2 separate regions of the Mus musculus genome follow, and region 2 is linked to region 1. Evidence: chromatin contacts called from public Hi-C data. All regions are on one chromosome and are shown on one strand. The core of a region is the stretch at or near the end of the contact, and the rest is flanking DNA. Distances in the headings are between cores, read along the strand shown. Region 1 overlaps Slc7a6 (solute carrier family 7 (cationic amino acid transporter, y+ system), member 6). Region 2 overlaps Smpd3 (sphingomyelin phosphodiesterase 3, neutral).

What was found. Hi-C and Micro-C count contacts between places; a contact is called where the count stands out from the background.
Region 2: a contact with region 1 is called in a Hi-C map of liver, with 5 times the contacts expected there. The contact joins two enhancer-like sites. A contact is called at or near these places in 1 of 484 Hi-C or Micro-C datasets (liver), 1 of 115 datasets of contacts at active chromatin or transcription factors (embryonic stem cells) and 2 of 9 other capture datasets (adipose tissue and pancreatic islet).

Annotation. Positions count from the first base shown.
Region 1 is chr8:106,183,365-106,188,263 of GRCm38.p6, reverse strand. All of the region lies in intron 2 of Slc7a6 (solute carrier family 7 (cationic amino acid transporter, y+ system), member 6), which reads right to left. Among named protein-coding and RNA genes, the nearest start is that of Slc7a6, 17 kb to the right of the region's middle. Within about 2 kb of position 2,128, at least 52 of the 459 cell types and tissues checked have an H3K27ac peak or open chromatin away from gene starts, as enhancers often do. A contact at or near this core is called in liver, where this site is marked.
Region 2 is chr8:106,301,527-106,306,425 of GRCm38.p6, reverse strand. The region is part of intron 1 of Smpd3 (sphingomyelin phosphodiesterase 3, neutral); the gene reads left to right. The region is part of intron 1 of 4930506A18Rik (RIKEN cDNA 4930506A18 gene); the gene reads right to left. Among named protein-coding and RNA genes, the nearest start is that of 4930506A18Rik, 22 kb to the right of the region's middle. Within about 2 kb of position 1,910, at least 5 of the 459 cell types and tissues checked have an H3K27ac peak or open chromatin away from gene starts, as enhancers often do. A contact at or near this core is called in liver, where this site is marked.

The sequences.
Region 1 (4,899 bases), core at 879-3,378:
CCCTGCTATGATGATAATGGACTAACCCTCTGAAACTGTATGCAAGCCCCCACCTAAATGCTGTCTTTTATAAACTCTTGGGGCCCATTCTCTCAGCCATGTGCTCGCACTCCCACCTACTACTCCTTTAGGTGGACTCTCCCTTATCTATGCCAGATACACATACAAAGAGTTTTAGCCTCTTCTTATCACAGCCATTACTGACATCTACTTCCAACGCCTAGCTTAGCCCCTACTCCTTCTAAAAACCTTCCCCAAATAAACTGGGCACTCCAAACCTATGTTTCTTCTCCCCTTCACATTCTCACTTCACAATACAGTTTAGCATCTGTCTCAGGGTTTTACTGCTGTGAACAGACACCATGACCAATGCAAGTCTTATAAAAGACAACATTTAATTGGGGCTGGCTTACAGGTTCAGAGACTCAGTCCATTATCATCAAGGCAGAAGCATGGCAGCATCCTGGCAGGCATGGTGCAGGAGGAGCTGAGAATTCTACATTTTCATCTAAAAGCTGCTAGCAGAATCTTGACTTCCAAGCAGCTATGGTGAGGGTTTTATAGCCCACACCCACAGTGGCACACCTGCTCCAACACCTTCTAATAGTTTCACTCCCTGGGCCGAGCATATCGAAACCATCACAGTATCAAATGCTACAGTCCTGGGAACATCTAATTCCAGGAGGTCTCTCCCTCAGTTATCTCAAAGTCTTGTTTCTGAAAGACCACAAACTCTCAAGAGGAAGCAATAGTTTATAACATGTGTAAAGCTCCAGCAAAGAGGGGAGCTGATGAGCCCCGGTTGGAAGCAAGGTAGTAATGGCTTTCAGGAAACAGCCAGTTCCCTGGGACAGTTCTCAGAAAGGTGGACCGTTCTCCACTCAAAAGAATAGTGTTCCAGGGCCAGCTTTGAAGATTACCACATGTGATAGAACAACCTCCGTGTGTTTCAAGAGCCTCACTTAATATGTTGTCAAGTAGGGCTGGAAGTTGGCTCAGCAGTTAAGAGCACTGGCTGCTCTTCCAGAGGACAGGGTTCAATTCCCAGCACATAAAGGGTAACTCACAACCATCTGTAACTCTAGTTCCAGGAGAACTGGTGTCCTTTTACCTCCATGGTAACCAGACATACATATGCTAGCAAACACTCATACACATAAGAAAAACATATTTAAAAATATGCTTCCAAATAATACAGGTACTCACCAGTCAGTCATATAAGGGGGTGCAGGGAGTTTGAGAGACACATAATGAAACAATTCTATGGGGTTGGATTACAATGGTTAAGGAAGTTGGTGGGAAAGGGGTACAGCAAAGGAATGTGTGCTGCTGAAAAAAATCTTCACAGGAATCAACTGCTGATCAAAGTTCTCTCTGGCTAAGCCTGGATACATACTCAGCTAACATACATAGTTAACAACCAGCAGTAAACAACAACCACCAACATAATACAGTAAGCACATTTTGAGGTACTTGTCCATCTCTCTGTTAGGACTTGCTCTCTTTCCCCTGAGACTTGCTCAAGCCAAACAATGGATCCAATCTGGACTTATAAATTACCTTTCCCAGAATACCAAGAGAGTGAGTCTGTCTACTAGCAACAAGGAACGCTTAGAGTCTAGAACTACACGAAGTCAAAACCCACAGAAGCCCTGGTTAACAGCAGAACAGAAACTGCCAGCAGAGAAAGAAAGCAAGACCACAGAAGAAGCAGAAGAAAGAAGGCATGAACTTGTAGGGGGGAAAGACCAAAATACAAAGAAATGCACAGAAATGGAGAGAAAAGACAGAGACGGGAGACAAAAGTAAGGTAGAAACAGAGAAAAGGGGGCAAGAGAGAAAGACCAAAAACTGACATCATAGAAGAGACACAAAAGCCTAGCTGGGTTCCCTGAGCATGTGTCCTGCCCTCAGCCCACGAGCAAGCAGGCACTAGTCTCAGGCTTGCTCCTCTCTCCCTCCCTCTACTCTTATACAGACTCCCTCCAGACATGGTCATTTCTACACACAAGTAAACAGAGTTTGCAGTGGAGCCAATGACTGTATAAAAAGATGCGGGAAGGCATGCCTCAGAAAGTGCCAGCAGGGCCTATTCCGAAGGCCAGCTGGAGAGGCACCAAAGGCACCTGGTCAGAAGACTGACTGAGAGAAAGATTAAAGAGCTGGAGAGGAAGCGAGCCTTTCTCTATGGCATGTTCTCTTGCGTTTTGATTCACCAAGCATATGATTTTTTCTCAACACAAGGAGTTAATGAGCCACAGCACACTTGCCAGAGAGAGCTGACCTGTAGGATGAAGTGAGTCAAATGCCTAGGGCACACAATCTAAGAAACACTCCCTCTCAGGGAATCAAGCAAAAGAATCGCAGAGAGTATATCCTCAGAGCTGGCCCCAGGCACCTAACTTGCCTCACACTCTCAATCTTGCCAAAGAACACAGTCTACCAAGTAGAAGCCAAATCCCTTGACTGCTTGCCTGCTTCTAATTAGCAAACAAGATTTCGCCACAGACCCACACGCCATGTGCTTCCAAGATCACCCAGCCCCATCCAGCTTACCAGACTGAGCCTGGAGGCCAGGTGCTACAACTCAAACCTCGACTCCTTCCCTCTTCTGATTCTATTTCCATGCTAGACAAGCCAACGTCAATGAGCATGGACCTATACAACAGTCTCCAAGGCTCTCTGAGAGCTTAGTTTTAGTTAGTCCTGGTGGTTCTAGGGACTGAACACAACATGTTCTGCATGCTATCCCGATAGTCTACCACTGAGCCTAGCCTAACCCTTCTGGGAAGTTGTTACAAATTCCCCAAAGTCACTCTGTAGCAGACTGTCACCTTCCAGTATTTTCCCTCCTTTCTCCTCAATAGAAACTTTAGCTGAAGTCATGGCTAAATGATGTCCCAGAATTCCTCACAGGTAGATTACCTACTTATATTTTCCCTAAGGACATGAACAGATGTTTCAGGCTGGGCCTTAGGAAGCATCTCTGAAGCAAAGCATGCCTTCCTTTGTCCTTCTAGTAAGCTACATGCAAACCATTGGAGCTTAAGGAGCCTCTCTAGGCCATGGCAGGGTGTTCAATGTCACTCCTAGCCTCTACCCAACAGATAAGAGTAGTACTGCTTCCTAGTACTAGCATCCCAAAAATGTCTCCATACTGCCAAATGCCACCTTTGTGCCAAACTAAAGTCCCACTGAGAACCACTACTCTAGGATAAGAAGTAAGACACCCTGAAATTCTACAACCACCAACAATTGCTTAGATTTTCCTGCTAAATGTAACCTGAGAATGGAGTAGGGAGAGGAGTGGGAGGACAGTGGCAGAAGCAACAGTCCTGTTAGGGGTCAAGAAAGCAGTACAGCTGGGAAGGCTAGAGATGCTCTGGTAGGGTTTGCTGCCCTTCCAGAGGACATGAATTTGGTTCTCTTACAACTTCCGCTATCACCAGCTCCAAGAGATGCAATGTCCTCTTCTGGTTTCTGCGGGCACTGGCTTACATGTGGCATACACTCACATACAACACACACACAGACACACACACAAAAAAAAAGCAAACAATTTACAAAAGATAAAAAAGCAATTACACAGCAGAGAACAGCAGTTCACATCTTTAATCCAAGCAATAAGGAAACAGAGGCAGGCGGATCTCTGAGAGGTTCAGGCCACCTTGATCTACATAATGAATTCCAGGCCACTCTGTCTCAAAAAAACTTTTTAAACAAAACAAAACAAACAAAAAAAAAGCAACAAAAATGGGAAAGGCAGCGAAGCCTGGATATACAGTTCAAGGAAGCAGAAGCCTACAGTCGACTGGGAACCACACACGACATTTAACAGAAGCGATAGCTGTTCAAACACAGCTGAGTGTTGAGGGACAGGAATTGGGGTTCAAATTGCGAGAACTCTTGATTCCTCAAGAAAATTGCATATTCTAATTCTGTCTGTTTGTTTTAGAGACATGATCATGCTTTGTAGCTCAGGCTGGCTCAGTCCTCACTTTCTAGCCCAGAGCAGCCTTTTTTGACTCACAGCAGTGAGTCTTCCTGCCTCATCTTTCCAAATATTGAGATTACAGGAATATGTTACCACACCAGTACTCAGTAGACTGAGACAGACGTGGAGTATTTAGCAAGTTCCAGGCTACTATGATCTACAGAGAAGGAAGGAAGGGAGCAAGGGAGGAAAAGAGGGACCGAGGGAGAGAGGGAGAGAGGGAGAGAGAGAACTGTGCAATTGTGCAGGCCTAACAAGTCTGAGGGCCAATCCAGCCTACATATGGGTCTCATAGCCTATGCCCCATGACTAAGCATATGGAAGCTTTCTGGGTCCTATATTCTAAAACAAAACTTGGTCTTAAAGCTCAGCATAAGTGGCACATGCTTTCGATCCCCACACTTGAGAGACAAAAGGAAATCAGATCTCTTTGAGTTCAAGGCTCACTGGTCTATATGTTACACAGTGAGACCCTGACTGAAAAAAAATTTAATGCTTATTTTTAATTATCCGTATGTATGTGTCTGCAAGTAGGTTATGTGCACTTGAGTGTGGGTAAATGTGGAGCCAGAGGCACTGACTACCCCTGGGGCTGTACTTATTGGCAGAAGTAAGCCACCTGATATAAGGGCTTAGAACTGAACTCAAGTCTTCTGGAAGAACAAACAGTAAGCAGTAAAGAGCTCTTATTGTTGTTAGAGACAGAGTTTTCTATGTAGCCTGGCTGTTCTGGAACTTGCTCTGCAGACCAGACTGGCTCTGAACTCAGAGACCTCCCAAGTGCTGGGATTAAAGGTATGTACCACCACCCTATCCTGGTCAGTAAGTGTTCTTAATGACTGAGCCATCTCTCCAGCCTCTGGCTAGAAAATCAAATCTTTGTGCAATTTCCCAGTCAAGGTATA
Region 2 (4,899 bases), core at 661-3,160, 120 kb before region 1:
TTGCTCGGCTTCCCAAAAGCTGTGAAATTGCCAAGTGCCCTTTTAAAATGTCTCTGTGATGTGGATCTCACAGTTACTTGTTTATCTTCCAATGGCAGGGACTTCACAGGTCACCCAAGTACACACACTGGCAGAGCTCTATCTGAGTCTGGGAACATAGTCAGGTGGCCAGGTGGGGAAGGAGGCCAGAACAGGACTCCTGTCTTCCTGGGCCTCTCCCAGTGCCCTTCTTAGCATTTCAGCCAACCCAGGACCCATCTGCCTACAGGTTAGTGTCAGGTGGAAAGTCCCAGGTTGGACAGCAGAGTTCTAAAGAACACCTGGGAAGAATATACCCATTTATCAAACAAGGGAACTGAGGCTCGAAAGTGAAGAAGTTGCCTAGGCTTTTATACTTGGTGTGTAGCAGCTGGTAAGATTTCTGATCCAGGCCTCCCTCTCAGTACAGCCTACACGTTCTACTCATTGAAAAGAACTTACTTTCTGTCCTTATACCTGAATTTAACACCCATGGGGAGAAAGTACAGAGAAGATTATCACCAGCTGCTTCCAAAGGGGGATTAAATCCTTTTTTGGATTCCTCCTAATGTGCAGCCGTGTTCTGTAACTAGCCTAGAATTCTCCGAGTCCACTTAGCTTTTTATAGTTTGACCTTTGCACAGGAAAAAAAAAAACTCAATGATTTCCCACTATTATGAATAAATGGAAATGGATATGTTTTTTTCTGAATGATTAAAGAGTGAAAATCAGAGCCTACCACCATCCAAGTCCTCTGGAAATAATTTCTCTGGAAAGATAAGGTTCCCAAAGCTACCTTGCAGGTGGATCAAATCCTTACAACAGAGCTCTGGCACACCATTTGTTTATTTTCCATTCTTGCCATGGAGAAGAGGGTAGCTTCATCCTGGGTACGGAGGCAAAAAGCAGGACTTTTGACCCTCTGACCCTCAAAATGGCCCAAACCTTGGGTGTCAGACCAAGTACATTGTCCCCAAAGTATGCTAATGGGACACTGACAGCATCACCAGTGTCCTTCAGAGCACCACTCAAGCACAGGTGCATGGGTCTAGCAAAGCCTGCGTCACCAGCTGTCAAAGCAGGGCACAGGAGCGCACACTCACTGTCCCAACTAAATGGTAGACTGAGGCAGGAAGATTTCTTAATCCCAGAAGTTCAGGGCCAACCTAGACAGCACAGTAAGTAAGGCTCTGCTTCAACATACACAAATCAGTGCATAATAAAGCAAGCTTCCCCCCTATCCATTCACAAAGGCCTTGGGGAAAGCCAAGGGTGGGCAAGAGCAGCATCGGCATCACACGCAGAGATGCTCTCCGATAGCTCCCTACCTCCTCCTCTGAAACCAGACTGTTATGAAATCGAGGAGTTTAAGATAATGGTTCTGTAGCTGGTGCTTAATAAAGGTATTCCCATCTTTTCAAATACCTAACCTTTAAAACATATGCCATGCGCTACCGTGCTTCTTAAGCAACTGAGCTGGAATGTTATTTTATAATGTCTTATTGACACCAGAATCCTTACTACAAAAATGTGAGAATCACAGACTCTGGGGTCTAATCTCACTGTGACCTTGCCCACGAGATTTGCAGAGCCATTTGCTTTGTGGCTTTTCTTTTGGGTTTGCGGGTTGTTTTGTGTTTTGTCTTGTTTTGTCTTGTTTAATGGAAACCAGGGAAAAAGTTGTATCATAGCCGCTGCGTATTAACTCATGCAGGCAGAGTGCACAAGACCACTCTTTACAAACCAGCCTGTGGGAATTAGCGGTGCTGTGGCAGCCAACTTAGAGCTGGAGGATGCTTTCAGATTACTCCTTCCTAGTCTCACAGAGCTGTTCGGGGAGCTACACGTGGCTGGGTGTCTGTGGGATTTCCTCATCCCGACCTTTGCTATGTTTGGTGATATGAGACTGGGTCATCTGTGGGACACCAGGACTGCTGGCTGACTTTGGGTTTCCTCCCTGCCACTCAAGGATCATAGCTGGCAATCAGGAATGGCACTGTAGACTGGTGCTGGTTATTGGACAGTGGGGACTCTCAGCTAACAGGCTGATACTGAAGAGCCTTGACAGTCCTCACCACCCACTCATTTCTCCTAATCTGTGCTCTATGCCTTTTCCTCCTTATTCTTTTCCCAGGGAAGAGCCAGGCTCACCCTAATCTGCCGAGCCCAGAGCCTCTGCCTCCATGGCCTCCTGTCCTGTATTCTTTTCAGCATGTCTCTGTCCTGTCATTCCCTGGTTCTAATTTCAGGCCCTTCCATAAGCTCCATCTTGGTTAGTTTATCTTTTCAGCAACACCAGCCCCCCCCAGGCCATGCATCTCCTAGTGCATTCCTCTCTGACATCCTGCCTCAGCTCTCTAGATCCAGGCCCACATTTCCAGGCGATTGTTGTCTTCTCAAACTCAGTGTGTCACAAGCTCAGTATATCACACACCTTTCCACTGCCCTCCCAACTATCCCAGCCCAGTCTCTCCTCTGTCCCAATGATCTGATTGTTCCTTCAACTGAGGCCTCCTCCTAGCCCTCAGCACTTTTGATAGCCAACCAACTGTCTTAGGATCCCCAGAGTACCATAGCTACTTCCTCTTGGTGCCACCAGAGCAAGTCAGGAGCTTTATTTGTGGGAATAAAATATGATGATAAATATAAGGCTTGCGCCAGGCGTTGGTGGCACACGCCTGTAATCCCAGCACTTGGGAGGCAGAGGCAAGTAGATTTCTGAGTTCAAGGCCAGCCTGGTCTACAAAGTGAGTTCCAGGACAGCCAGGGCTATACAGAGAAACCCTGTCTCGAAAAAAAATTATATATATATGGCTTGCTTTAGGGACCTGGCTCGACAGAATGCTCAACACACTGGCTGTTGGTCCCTCACTGCTTGTGCCTCTCATGTTTGATTATTGTCGCCATTATTTGCTCCTGCTCAGGTTCAAGTCCTGTGTCTTCATCAACACTAGTTTGGTCCTTTTCTTTCCCTGACCTTCTCCAATCTTTCCCTTTTCCTCTATCATGCTTGTGAGGTCCTACCCTTCAAGTGTACAGGGAGACAGCTAGGAACAAGTCAGCACTGTCTCTGAGCCTTCCTTCCCCTCTGCCTTTTCAAGGCACTTGTAAGCCTGGGCTTAGCTACCTGAACAGAGCCATGATAGGTCTTTTTTTTTTAATATTATTTATTTAATGTATATGAGTACACTGTAGCTATCTTCAGACACACCAGAAGAGGGCATCAGATCCCATTACAGATGGTTGTGAGCCACCATGTCATTGCTGGGACTTCAGGACCTCTGGAAGAACGGTCACCACTCTTAACCTCTGAGCCATCTCTCCAGCCCATGATAGGTCTTTTGTAGTCCAAGTACATCACATCCTACTTACTAGGCACTTCATAACTGCCTGGCTCCTACTGACAAGGTCCAGTAAGTCCCTACTAAGGTAAAACTGCTGTTTATTGTATTGTGGATACTATTTCTGCCTCTAGTTTGTAAGACGTCATTATTCAATATTAATTGAGTCCTGACTATACCCAATATAACCATTATTCAATATTAATTGAGTCCAGGCCCATACCCAAGACATGATAGGAGTGATCTTCTTCCCTCGCTGGAGCTCTCAAGCTTTGGGAGACAGACATAGTTGAATTCTTTAGGTGCACTGAGTCTAACAGACCTGTGCTGTCTGCACAGCCTCTACCTTAGGGTAGACCAGATGCTTTGAATGCTGAGACCCAGGTCAGTGGCTTTGTGTCAATCACCATCCCAAGTGATTCAGTCATTCGGCAATAAACTGATTAATCTAAAGCTGCCCATGTCCACTCAGATAGTAAATGTGTCTATCTTCACTATGGCTTTTTCTGCCACTACAAAAAAATTTCAAAATCAGTCTTTTCTAAAAAAAACTTTTGGGGCTGGTGAGATGGCTCAGTGGGTAAGAGCACCTGACTGCTCTTCCAAAGGTCTGAAGTTCAAATCCCAGCAACCACATGGTGGCTCACAACCATCTGTAACAAGATCTGACGCCCTCTTCTGGAGTGTCTGAAGACAGCTACAGTGTGCTTACATATAATAAATAAATAAATCTTAAAAAAAAAAACTTTTTAGATCTTTCCTCCAACTTCCCTCAAGTTACTGCTGCCTCATTTTTTTTTATAAATTCACAAATAAACTGATATTCTTGAACTAACACATATTGTCCATGTTAGTCTCTGGAGCTTTGTAATTGGTTATGTTTCTCTTTTTGCTTTGAGTTCCATGAATCTCAAGGATAAATTTAGAACTTCTTAAGACTGGCATTGTGGGGCTGGAGTTCTAGCTGCGTGTAGAGCACTTGCCTAGCTGCATAAGGCCCTAGTCAGGTTTTAGTTGTTGTTGTTGTTGTTGTTGTTGTTGTTATTGTTTTCAATGGCCATTAGGCCTGTTGTGGTAGCACATGCCTTTAATCTCAGCACTCAGAAGGAAGAGGCAGTAGGTCTCTTTAAGTTTGATGCCACCCTGGTTTAGATATCGAGTTCTGGGACAATTGGGGCCATGTAGACCTTTTCTTAAAAAAAAAAAAAAAAAAAAAAAAAAGCCATGCTGTTTAGAAACTTCTATCTCCTTTCCCTTCAGAGAGTACTTCTAGCTTAATACTCTCACTGCCACATCTCTTGTTACACGCTTCTACTAATCCAGCTTTGAGGAAGGGAAGAGAATAAATGAAGTCTCTTTAAAGACTCCAAGTAATCTTTTAAAAGAGATTATTGATCACGTAAATTATCCTTTTCCAAAGAAGATTACTTTAATTTATGGGCACGAGCAGGCTTGCTGCCCTTCTGTGATGTTGTCTCTCTCAGACATGAGTTTTGTAAATTGATGAGGACAGCTCTTGTTGCCAATGTTGGGTTTTCCC